2 separate regions of the Rattus norvegicus genome follow, and region 2 is linked to region 1. The links are chromatin contacts, called in public Hi-C maps. All regions are on one chromosome and are shown on one strand. The core of a region is the stretch at or near the end of the contact, and the rest is flanking DNA. Distances in the headings are between cores, read along the strand shown.

The links. Hi-C and Micro-C count contacts between places; a contact is called where the count stands out from the background.
Region 2: a Hi-C map of kidney shows a contact between it and region 1, with 2.6 times the contacts expected there. The contact joins the promoter of Kctd17 here to the promoter of Ncf4 in region 1. A contact is called at or near these places in 9 of 12 Hi-C or Micro-C datasets (the A7r5 cell line, the Rat2 cell line, frontal cortex and 4 more).

Annotation. Positions count from the first base shown.
Region 1 is chr7:111,703,712-111,708,529 of GRCr8, reverse strand. Ncf4 (neutrophil cytosolic factor 4) reads right to left here and starts at 2,004. Exons shown (of 10, transcript NM_001127304.1): 1 at 1,740-2,004. The coding sequence starts at 1,771.
Region 2 is chr7:111,857,265-111,861,888 of GRCr8, reverse strand. Kctd17 (potassium channel tetramerization domain containing 17) reads right to left here and starts at 2,333. Exons shown (of 9, transcript NM_001395732.1): 1 at 2,076-2,333; 2 at 871-979. The coding sequence starts at 2,285. It overlaps LOC120093822 (a long non-coding RNA gene), which reads right to left. Exons shown (of 3, transcript XR_005487552.2): 3 at 3,884-4,624.

The DNA.
Region 1 (4,818 bases), core at 755-3,254:
TCTGTGACAGGGATCCCCGCAACCCTGTAAGGGCAGGGCTGTTCTCACACTGCATCCCTAGGCACCCAGAGTGGTGCCAGGCGCTTAGTAGGTTCTCAGCAGCCACTTCCCCTTGTGACTAGCGGGCAAGCTGGCAGGTGCAGTGTGAGTCACCTGGCAGCGTGCGAAGACGGAGGCTGTGGTGTAGGTCAAGGGGAGGGGCTGGGAAGATAGCTATGCCCTTCAGACCCCACTCAGACTTTGCTGGGTTCATACCAGGCTCCGTGCTCACGGGAGCTACTCGTGGGGGTGCGCTTGGGGACCTAATCTGGAAGAGTCCTGAAAACTGCAGGCCAGGGGTACTTCTAGTCCAGTGGGAGCTGGACAGGGGCTCAGTGTAGCATTGGGCATTTGTTCTCAAGGTTCTAGAAAGTGCTGTTGCTGCATACTCTATCTCCTTGTCTGTATCTCCCCGGGCTGGTTCTCACAGAGGACACTCGAGATGCTGGATCTGATGGCTCTAGGACCTGGGCCTACAGTCCCATCTAGGGCAGAGGAGGGGAGCTGCCCCTCAGAGGGCGGCAGACAACTGTGGAAAGGTCAGAGTGGGTGGAGGAAACACTCATCCCTGATGGTTACCACAGGCATCGTCTGAAACCTTGTGCCCCAAGAAACAAGAAGGGACCCACGCCTCAAGTGGCTACAGTTTCTGGAGGATTCATGTCTGCCAGTCTCCTAGGAGAACTTGAAGGTCAGAATGGCTGGAGTCATGTCATGCAACCTTATTCAACACCCCAGTGTCACTCTCTGTAGCTATGGAAAGAAGGCTGTTCTGACCCCCACCCCAACACTAACTCTTGTTACTACACAGGCAAACTTCCTCTGATCTTTGACCTACAGGGACCCCATCCCTTTATCCAGATCCCATGTGTCCTTTGCTCCCACCTGGGCCTCATCATCCAGACCTCTGGATGACTCTCCATGCCCCTTGCTTCCTAACATTGCTTTCTGCTTGATCCATAGAGACACTGAGCGAGGTCTGACTGAATGAGGTGGCTAGGCTCGGGGCCATCAGGTCCCATTGTCCCTCTCTGTACAATGTCAGCTTTGTCCAAGGCAGATCTGGGTCATTCTTCATCTCTGTTGGATTTATTGAGCACTTAGTGTGTACCAGCGCTGTTCTGCCTTCCGGAGACACAACCGTGATCCAAAAGTCTAAAACACCCTCAGAGCAGACAGAACAGAGACTCCGCCCCCAACATCGCGCCAAGCATCTAAGCCCTGTGTAGGATAAGGAAGTGGAGTTGAGTGGTCAGACAGCAGAGCCTGGGCTATCTGAACCTAAAGTCGGGACACGCAGAGGCCTGGTTCAGTCGAACAGCAGTTGGAAAAGCCTCTCCTGATCACGGTGTGGAACTAGGAACCTGAAACCCAAGCATAGCACCCAGGACACCTCTGCTCCCTGGCTCTACCACCCACTCATCCTGTGGCCCTTGGCCACGTCCACGCCATCCCCATTCTGAGTCTTAGGATTCTTCTCTCTGGCGCTGACCTTTAAAGTTCAGGCTCTGGAAACAGCTTCAGGAGCCTGCAGGTCCTGCAGTATCATTCAGCAAGACCTCCAAATTCAACTACTCTGTGTTGGTCCACTGATACCAGGTGATAGGAGGGACAGCCTCTTACTGAACCCCATGCCCACCCCCTTCATCCCCACCCCCCACAGACCTATTGGGATAGGAATAAAAGCCTGGCACTCTCACCTCTCTGATCGCAGCTGCTGGGCCAGGGCCATGGCTGTCAGTAGTCAGGAAAGCAGATAGATGAAGGCCTTGCCCAGCCAGGCTGAGGCTGAGTTCACCTCTCACTTCCTCCTATGTGCATCTGGGAGCTTCCTGAAAGCTCGGGGTGTCCTCGGGAGCACCCTTTGAGGAGGTCCCTCCCTCCCCAGCTTCTCTGGACCCTCCTTGAAGTACCTCCTTGAGACTCTGAGCTGCCTGGCTCCACACTTCTTCTCACCCACTTCCCAGCTGCACAGCAGTTGAGGAAGTGTCACGCTTGGGTGCTGGGCTTACGTGAGGCCACTGGCTTTGGGGACTTCCTCAGTGCCTGTCTCTAGTGCTAAGCTCCACCCATCACTGAGCAGTTGTAGCCCTGGATAGTCCATCCATGCTTCTTCCTGAACCCCTTCCCCATGCTTCCAAAACCTGCATCCTTAAGGACTGGTGGGGATATTGTTTCTTGCAGGAAACTGTCCTGGTTTCCCTCCCTCTATTATGCTAGGATGTCATTGGCTTGTGCCCTATCTTGTCCTCACCCTGGTGCTCTGGGCTCTGAGATTCCATGTTCAGCCCCCCCAGAGCTTCCAGCCACACAGGGGCTCTCCTTAAAATCTGCCTCCTCCTCCTCCCTACTCGGCTCTCAGAAGAGCTCCATGCACCTGCGGCTGGCCTTATTCTAATCCTCAAGGTCCTGTAGGCTGCCTGCTCTCCTAGCTCTGTCTTCCCTCACTGCCTCCTCACTTCCAACACTGCTTTCCTATCTCCTGTAGGCCTCAGCTGGGAAGCTGCCCTTTGAGAAAGAGACCTGTTCTAACCAGACCTCCCTGCCACTCTCTGGGTTTTTCCTGCAGCAAGCTCCCACCAGTCGGGGTTCCCTATCTCTGTGTGTTCTGTGTGCTTTCGTGTTAGGCTTCTTCCAGACCAGCACCACCCTGCAGACACCCAGAGTATGTGAGCAGAAAAAGGAAGTTCTTTGTCAGTTCCTTCTAATGCTTGATTTTGCAGGGAGCTCTCCAAAGCCTACCAGGAGAATGGACCCAGCAGCCCACAGGATGTCCCCATGCCTCCTTACTTGCTGCCCCCACCTCCGGCCTCACTGGATGGTGTGCTGAGGTAGAAGGAGAGATGGCAGCCTGCCCATCCTGCCCGAATCAGGGTCCTATCTCCCCAACTTGGGAATGTGACTGTGAGGACAGGACCTTCCCTGAGGAACCAGAGCCACCAACGTTTCTCACCTTAAATAGGACTGGGTTGGAACCAGTCTCATTGTCCCCAGGATCTGGCTTCAAGAATATAGAATTTTACCTCAAGACCCTTACTTTAAAATACCCTACCTCCATCCTGCCACCCCAAGGGATCTTCTGGCCCTGACTCAAGCCAGAGTGGACAGATCCAGAGTCCCAGGATAGAACTGGATCCAGAGTCCCAGGATAGAACTGGATCCAGAGACCCAGTGAGAATTGCCCTCCCTATGACCAGACAGGGCATGGGCTCCTGAGGAGACAGAAACGAGGTTGAAGAAAGTCACAGGAGGGGACAGGAAAGTGGGAGAGGGACACTCCACCAGTGACTGTACGTTCATCAAGGTATTTGCGCCCCACAGACAGATCAGGGTGGCAGAGGAAGGTAAGATAGAAGGTCAGTCCTACTCCCAGAGGGTAAAATTGCCACAGCTCATGGAGTTAGGTCTTTTGAGCACACAGATCCCTGTTCAAGACAGGGAAAGGTGATCTGCAGGGCCTGAGATGGGCAAGAATTGTACCCATGACGGAGGCTGGAGACTGGTAACCAGGCCTAGGGAACAGCAAACACATGTGTTATTAAAGATGAGGTTCCAGTGACTGGCTAGAGACCCGGTGCAGGTCACATGGACCACTGCTGGCAGGAAGTCCGCCCTGAGTTCTCATGCGAAGCTGGACATCATAGCAATCGTCGACCGGGTTTCTCAGCCATCGACCTGGGTGCCTGAGGAGTGGAGGAAGCCTTCCAGCCACGGGTAGACAGAGCAAGTTAACACCAGGGTCAGAGCCTCAAGCCCAAAGCCCCCACTACTGTGAAACCCAGAGAAAAGCTGGCTCTGAATTGTGCTGCGGAAGCAGTTTGGAGTCAGCACTACGAAAAACTGCAAGCCAGGCGCCTTGGGCTTCAGAAGAATTCACACCTGAGGAGCTAGACATGATGCAGAGGCTCTGGCTGGGCCTCGGGGCTAAGGCGTCCCAGCTCTTGGAGGAAACAATCAGGGAGCAGGGAGAGGTGCGGTGAAAGAGGGTGTCTGTGAACGCAGAGGTACAAGCTTAGCCCAGAGAGGAGAATGTTGGCCAACAGTCGGTCAGGAAACAGGAAATGATGACATCGCTTCCACAAGAGAATGTTACATAGCTCTAGTGAAAGACTGTGTCACAGCATGCCCTGTCCTGGCTTTAAAGTGTGCTTGTTTGGGGCTGCGGTGCAGAGCACGTGTGCAGTGTGAGTGAAGCCCTGGGCTCAGTTCCAGCACCAAATAAAACAAGCATGAATACACCTGTAACCCCAGCACTCAGGAGGTGGAAGCAGGAGGGCCAGAAGTTCATGGCCTCCTTAGCTACATATCAAGTTCAAGGCCAGTTTGTAGAGAGACGACAACTGTGTGTAGGGAGATATGCCCATTTCTGCAGGGTCTCTAAAGAGCCTCTGACTGGTGACATCACAAGCAGAGGGAATGCTTTGCTCTGACGGAGTCTTGTGGTGGCCCATATACACACACTCTCTCTCTCTCTCTCTCTCTCTCTCTCTCTCTCTCTCTCTCTCATATGCACACACACAGAGACACAGGGACACACACCGACACATACATATAGACACACAGGCACAAAAATGCACACATACACATGCATGCACAAGCAGACATAGACACACATATGCACACATATAGACACAGAGACACACACAGACACACATACAGACACTCACAGACACACACAGACACTCACAGACACATACACATAAACACACACAGACACACACATATACTCACAGACACATACACACAAACACACACAGGCAGACACATGCACACACAGAC
Region 2 (4,624 bases), core at 1,084-3,583, 150 kb before region 1:
TCTGCTCCCCTTGGACTGCAAGGCAGCTATCAGTAGGCTACAGTAAGCTCTGAGCATGATGTCCTTTGGGGAGCCTTCGGATCACCGTACTCCACTGGGGTCAGCCAGAGAAGACCATTGCCTAGAGCAAGGGCTGTGTAAACACCTACAGGTACACAGGACCCATCTCTTCTGAATGTGGGTCATGATGTGTTTTTTTTTGTTTTGTTTTGTTTTTTTGTAGACACCAAGAGACTCAAAGAAAACTGACATATCTGAGCCAGCCTGACTTGATCCAGAGCTCAGTCAAGTCTGAGGAGAGCTGGTGGTTTGGGGATGAATGCAGTCCCTGCTCTGACCCATTCGCCACTCTGCTTCCACAACAGCTGGGCCCGGCTATGAGTCTTCAGAGGTCTGGGAAAAGCCAAACTTTTACTAGGAATAGCACCCCACCTCCCCAACAAGCCACTGGGCCGTAGAGGCTGCCAGCTTCTAGAATCACAAATTTCACCTACTGGCTGATGGCAAGCCCCTGCTTGGGAGACACAGAATAAGGCAGAGAAAGGAGACATAACTCTTCCTGTGGCGTCACAGGCCACACCTGGCTTGCCAGAAGGCCAAGGAGAGGGGTCATTCATTCCCAAAGGCATCAGATGTTTTGGGACCTTGCTGGTTCCTTTTGACCACTTCCTGTTTCCACATCATTTTCCCAGTGACCACTGGGATCTGTCAGTGTGGCAGAGACCTGGAGAATGGGACTCCACTCTAGGACAGGCAGAAAATAATGGAGAAACATAGATGCTGTCCTGGCTACAAGTGGAGTTTTAGGCCTCCCCTGAAGGCTCTGGTAGGCTGTAGAGAGACCCAGACCAGTGCAATGGACCAACTCACCCTCCTCAGCCATGTCCTTGTCCAGCACCAATTTGCCATGCCTGAGGAAGTTCAATATGGGCCCGAAGTAGGTGGGGTCACGGTCAATGAGGTAGGCCCCGGTCTCATCCTGTGGAGGAGAGGACCACAGGCACTGAGAGGTGTGCAAGCTTCCCCAAATCAGCGCCCCCTCCCCCATATAAGCTCAAGTCACTACAGATTGGAAAATGACTATAGAAGAGAGGAAGCGGAGAGAGATAGAGCAGTAAGGATCTGGGTGCAAACTCTACCTCTGCCTTTTCTGGGCTGTGTGACCTTGAGCCAATCATCTGGTCTCTGGAGCATCTACCCTCCCTTATCCCGCCCCCCCACCCTGTTATCAGAGGATTAGATGTGAGCATAGAGGGTGACCAGATTTCTGAGTGACCCCCACCTCACTCAGCACAGGACCCAGTGAATTTCCCTCTTAGGAAAGTTTCCCTCTTGGAGGCTGTTCCCCCCAGGCAACCCTACTATCCACTAGATGTTTGCAAGTGTCCAAAAAAGCTACACTCTGATTGGACACTTGCAGCCTGCAGGGACTGGCATCTGTACAACCTAGCACAGAAGACTGAGACATCAAGAAGCAGGGGACTCACCCAAGGACACAGTGTAAGAGGGCCACAGAATGGGGGACAGGGAACTTTGACAAGCTAACTCCAGAGGCCTTGCACATGAGGAGGCCAAAGTCAGAGCAGGGAAGTTCCCTTCTCTTCCCAGGTCACTCCTCCTCCCAGCAGGGTGAGCCCACAAGTGGAATCTCAAAGCCAGTGCTCTTCCCCACATTAAGCTCAGCTCCAAGACACCTAGGCCTTCTCCACCCAGTTCCTTGCACTCTTCAGCTGCCCACACCCCAAGGGCGGGGAGAAGCAGCCGCATCAACTTCTTTAAGAGTCAGCCAGGGCAGTAAGGCAGGCCCGCTTTGTCGGTCCCTCCCCAGCGCTCCTTAGTAAGGAAGCGTCCGGGATCCAGGGCAGCGCTCCACAGCTCCAAATGGCTGCGGCCTGTGCTGTCCCGTTGCCACGGCAATGGGCATAGCTATTCCTCTAGGCTCCGTTTCCTCCCCCTCCTCCTGCCTCGGCTCCCCGCCTCAGAATCCTAGGAAAGCCAGAGGCCGAGGGACGCGCAAGCGGGACAGAAGGGAGAGCGGGGCCAGGTCACCTCCCGTCAGCGGGCTCAAGGCTCACCCTGTCCGATTGCAGCTCTTCGCCTTGGCACAGGCGGCTGAGGAAGGACTTCTGCTCCCGGCACAGCGTCTGGCGGGTGGTCAGGAACACCGTGCCCCCCACATTCAGCCGCACCCACTTGCCCCAGCCGCCCCCAGAGCGGCCGCCCGCCCCCACCGGTGGCGCTGCCTCCCCGGCCTCCATCCTCATCGCCGGCCGCGGTGTCTGCATCCTTCCCTCCGCACGCAGCGGGCGGGTACCAGGTGTGGGGCATGCCGGGAGCTGTAGTCTGGAGCCAGGGCTGGGATGCTCTGCGCTTGTCCTGGTGCTGCTCCGACAGCATGTCCCGCCCCACATTACCTTTCTTGGCGATCTATCACTTGGTATCTCCTTGTGGCCAAACTGCTTGGTTTGCAGAAGTCTGGGGCCCTGGAAAAACAGTGATTCCCTCAATTGGCTATTCCCCCCAATTGTTCTCCGTGGTGGTGGTGGTGGTGGTGGGGCAGCTGAGGAATACCTGTCCTGAGAAGAACTTTCTTCCTCCAGAGATTCCTATATTTACCTGAACCTACTTTTAAAAATAGGCACACGTGCCTGTGTGTGAATGAGCATGTGCGTGTGTGCATACCCATGCATGCGCATGTGCGTGTGTTTTACTGGAGTTGGAAACCTGGGCCTCTGGTATGCTAAACTACTGAGCCAAAGCAGCAGTGTTTCTTTTTGTCCTGTGTGTGGTAAAGATCACAGGGATGAAGTCTTTACCTCCTCCTAAATTCTCTGAGGACATGTAGTTGGTTGCTGGCTGTGTGGCAGAAGCTGTGTGAACATACATATTACCCCTTTAAGCTTCCCGAAGCCCTGCTGGATTGGTATCACAAACACAATGGCACAGATGTGGTCACAGAAGTAAAGGGACTGTGTGGTGGATTCCATACTAGAGTCCAGTCCGTTTCCTGTGCGTTTCCCAGGGTTGTTAAGGATCAGGCCAGAGCTCCCACAGTAAGCTCAGTCCTCCTCCACCCAGCCCCCTGCACCTTCCAGTTGCCCACACCCAAGAGCAAGCAGACGCAGACATATCAACTCCTTCCCAATGCTGGAGTCAGTCTGGACGGCAAGGCTTAGGGGGATGAGGGATTGTAAAGACAACCCTGGCTTATAGGGCTTGTTGGGCAGGTCCCGATGGTCCCTGGTCTGCAAGGACGGACAGAGGGGAGGGGTAGATCAAGACAAGAACAAAGTCCAGAGGGGCAGAAGCCAGAGTGCTGTGGACACCAGTCTTGGTGATGAGGAGTCCGCTTAAGGCGTGAACATCCAGAAGGTTAAGTTTAGGTACTGGTTGCCCTGGTGCCACTTGGCTCCCATATATGCTAGAACTGAAGTTTGGGGGTGAGACAACTGGCTGGCACGGGTCTGCTCTGCAAGATGGGAGAAGGGGAGTTTTAGAATAGCCCCCTCCCCCAGGTTTTTGAGAACCCCCCAGTTGCCTCTCCTTGTGGGGAGTGGGGAGTGTGGGGTTTGTGGTAGGACTGGGGAGGCACCAAGGCTCTCAGCAAAGGAGAAATGGGGGCTTGGGGTGGGGTTTGGAGATGGTCACTCTAGCGTTGGCATTTAAGGTGATTACTGGGATGGGAGAATGAGTGGGAAAGGAAAATGGGGGGAGCCTGTTGGAGGGAACATGGTCACTGCTGTTCTCGCCTCACTGTTCAGTGAACTCCTGAGGACAGTTGTTCCTTTTAGGACAACACAGCAGGTACAAAAAGACCTGCCTTAGGGATGGCCTAGTTTCACTTTCTGTTGATGTAATGTTAACATCCTGCCAAAAGCTAATGTAGGAAGAAAACGGTTTATTTGGCTCATAATTCCATAGCCCTTTGTTACAGGAAAGTCTAGGTTGCAGGACCTTGAGGCAGCTAGCCACATCCACAATCAAGAGCAGAGAGAGAATGAATGTACATTTGCAGTCAGCTCACTGTCTCCACTCTTACACAGTCCTGGACCCAAGCCTAGGGGATGGTGCCTCCCACAGTGGGCTGGGTCTTCCCACATCAATTAATGTAATCAAGACAATCTCCTACAGACATGCCCACAGGCCAACCCAATTCAGACAATTCTTCATTAGCTCTCTTCACAGGCGATTCTAAACTGTGTCAAGCTGACCCACCACTGGAGAGGTGAGTGGATCAAATCCTTTGCAAGGATGGAGATCAGGTCTTCTTCCTTTGGGCCACACTTATTTTCTATGGTGTCCTCCAGCCAGGGCCCTATTATAAGTACCTGGCCATAGACACCAAAAGCATCCATCAGAGAGACAAGTTCATTAACCACCGTGTTCTCAAGACCATGCTCTTGGTATTCCGTCATGACAAGGGTGATGGTGGCAGTCACCAGAGCAGCAGGTACAGTTCTCTGAGAGCTTTTCCTGGTTCACATGGGCTGCCATCATTCTGGGACTCTAGGATATGGATCGGACATCTCCATGCCTTTCTCACAGTAAATAAAATGAGGCTCAGGGACTGTGCTGCAGCTGGACGAGGGAGGCTACAGTAGAGAGTGGAGCCAGCTTCAAAGCT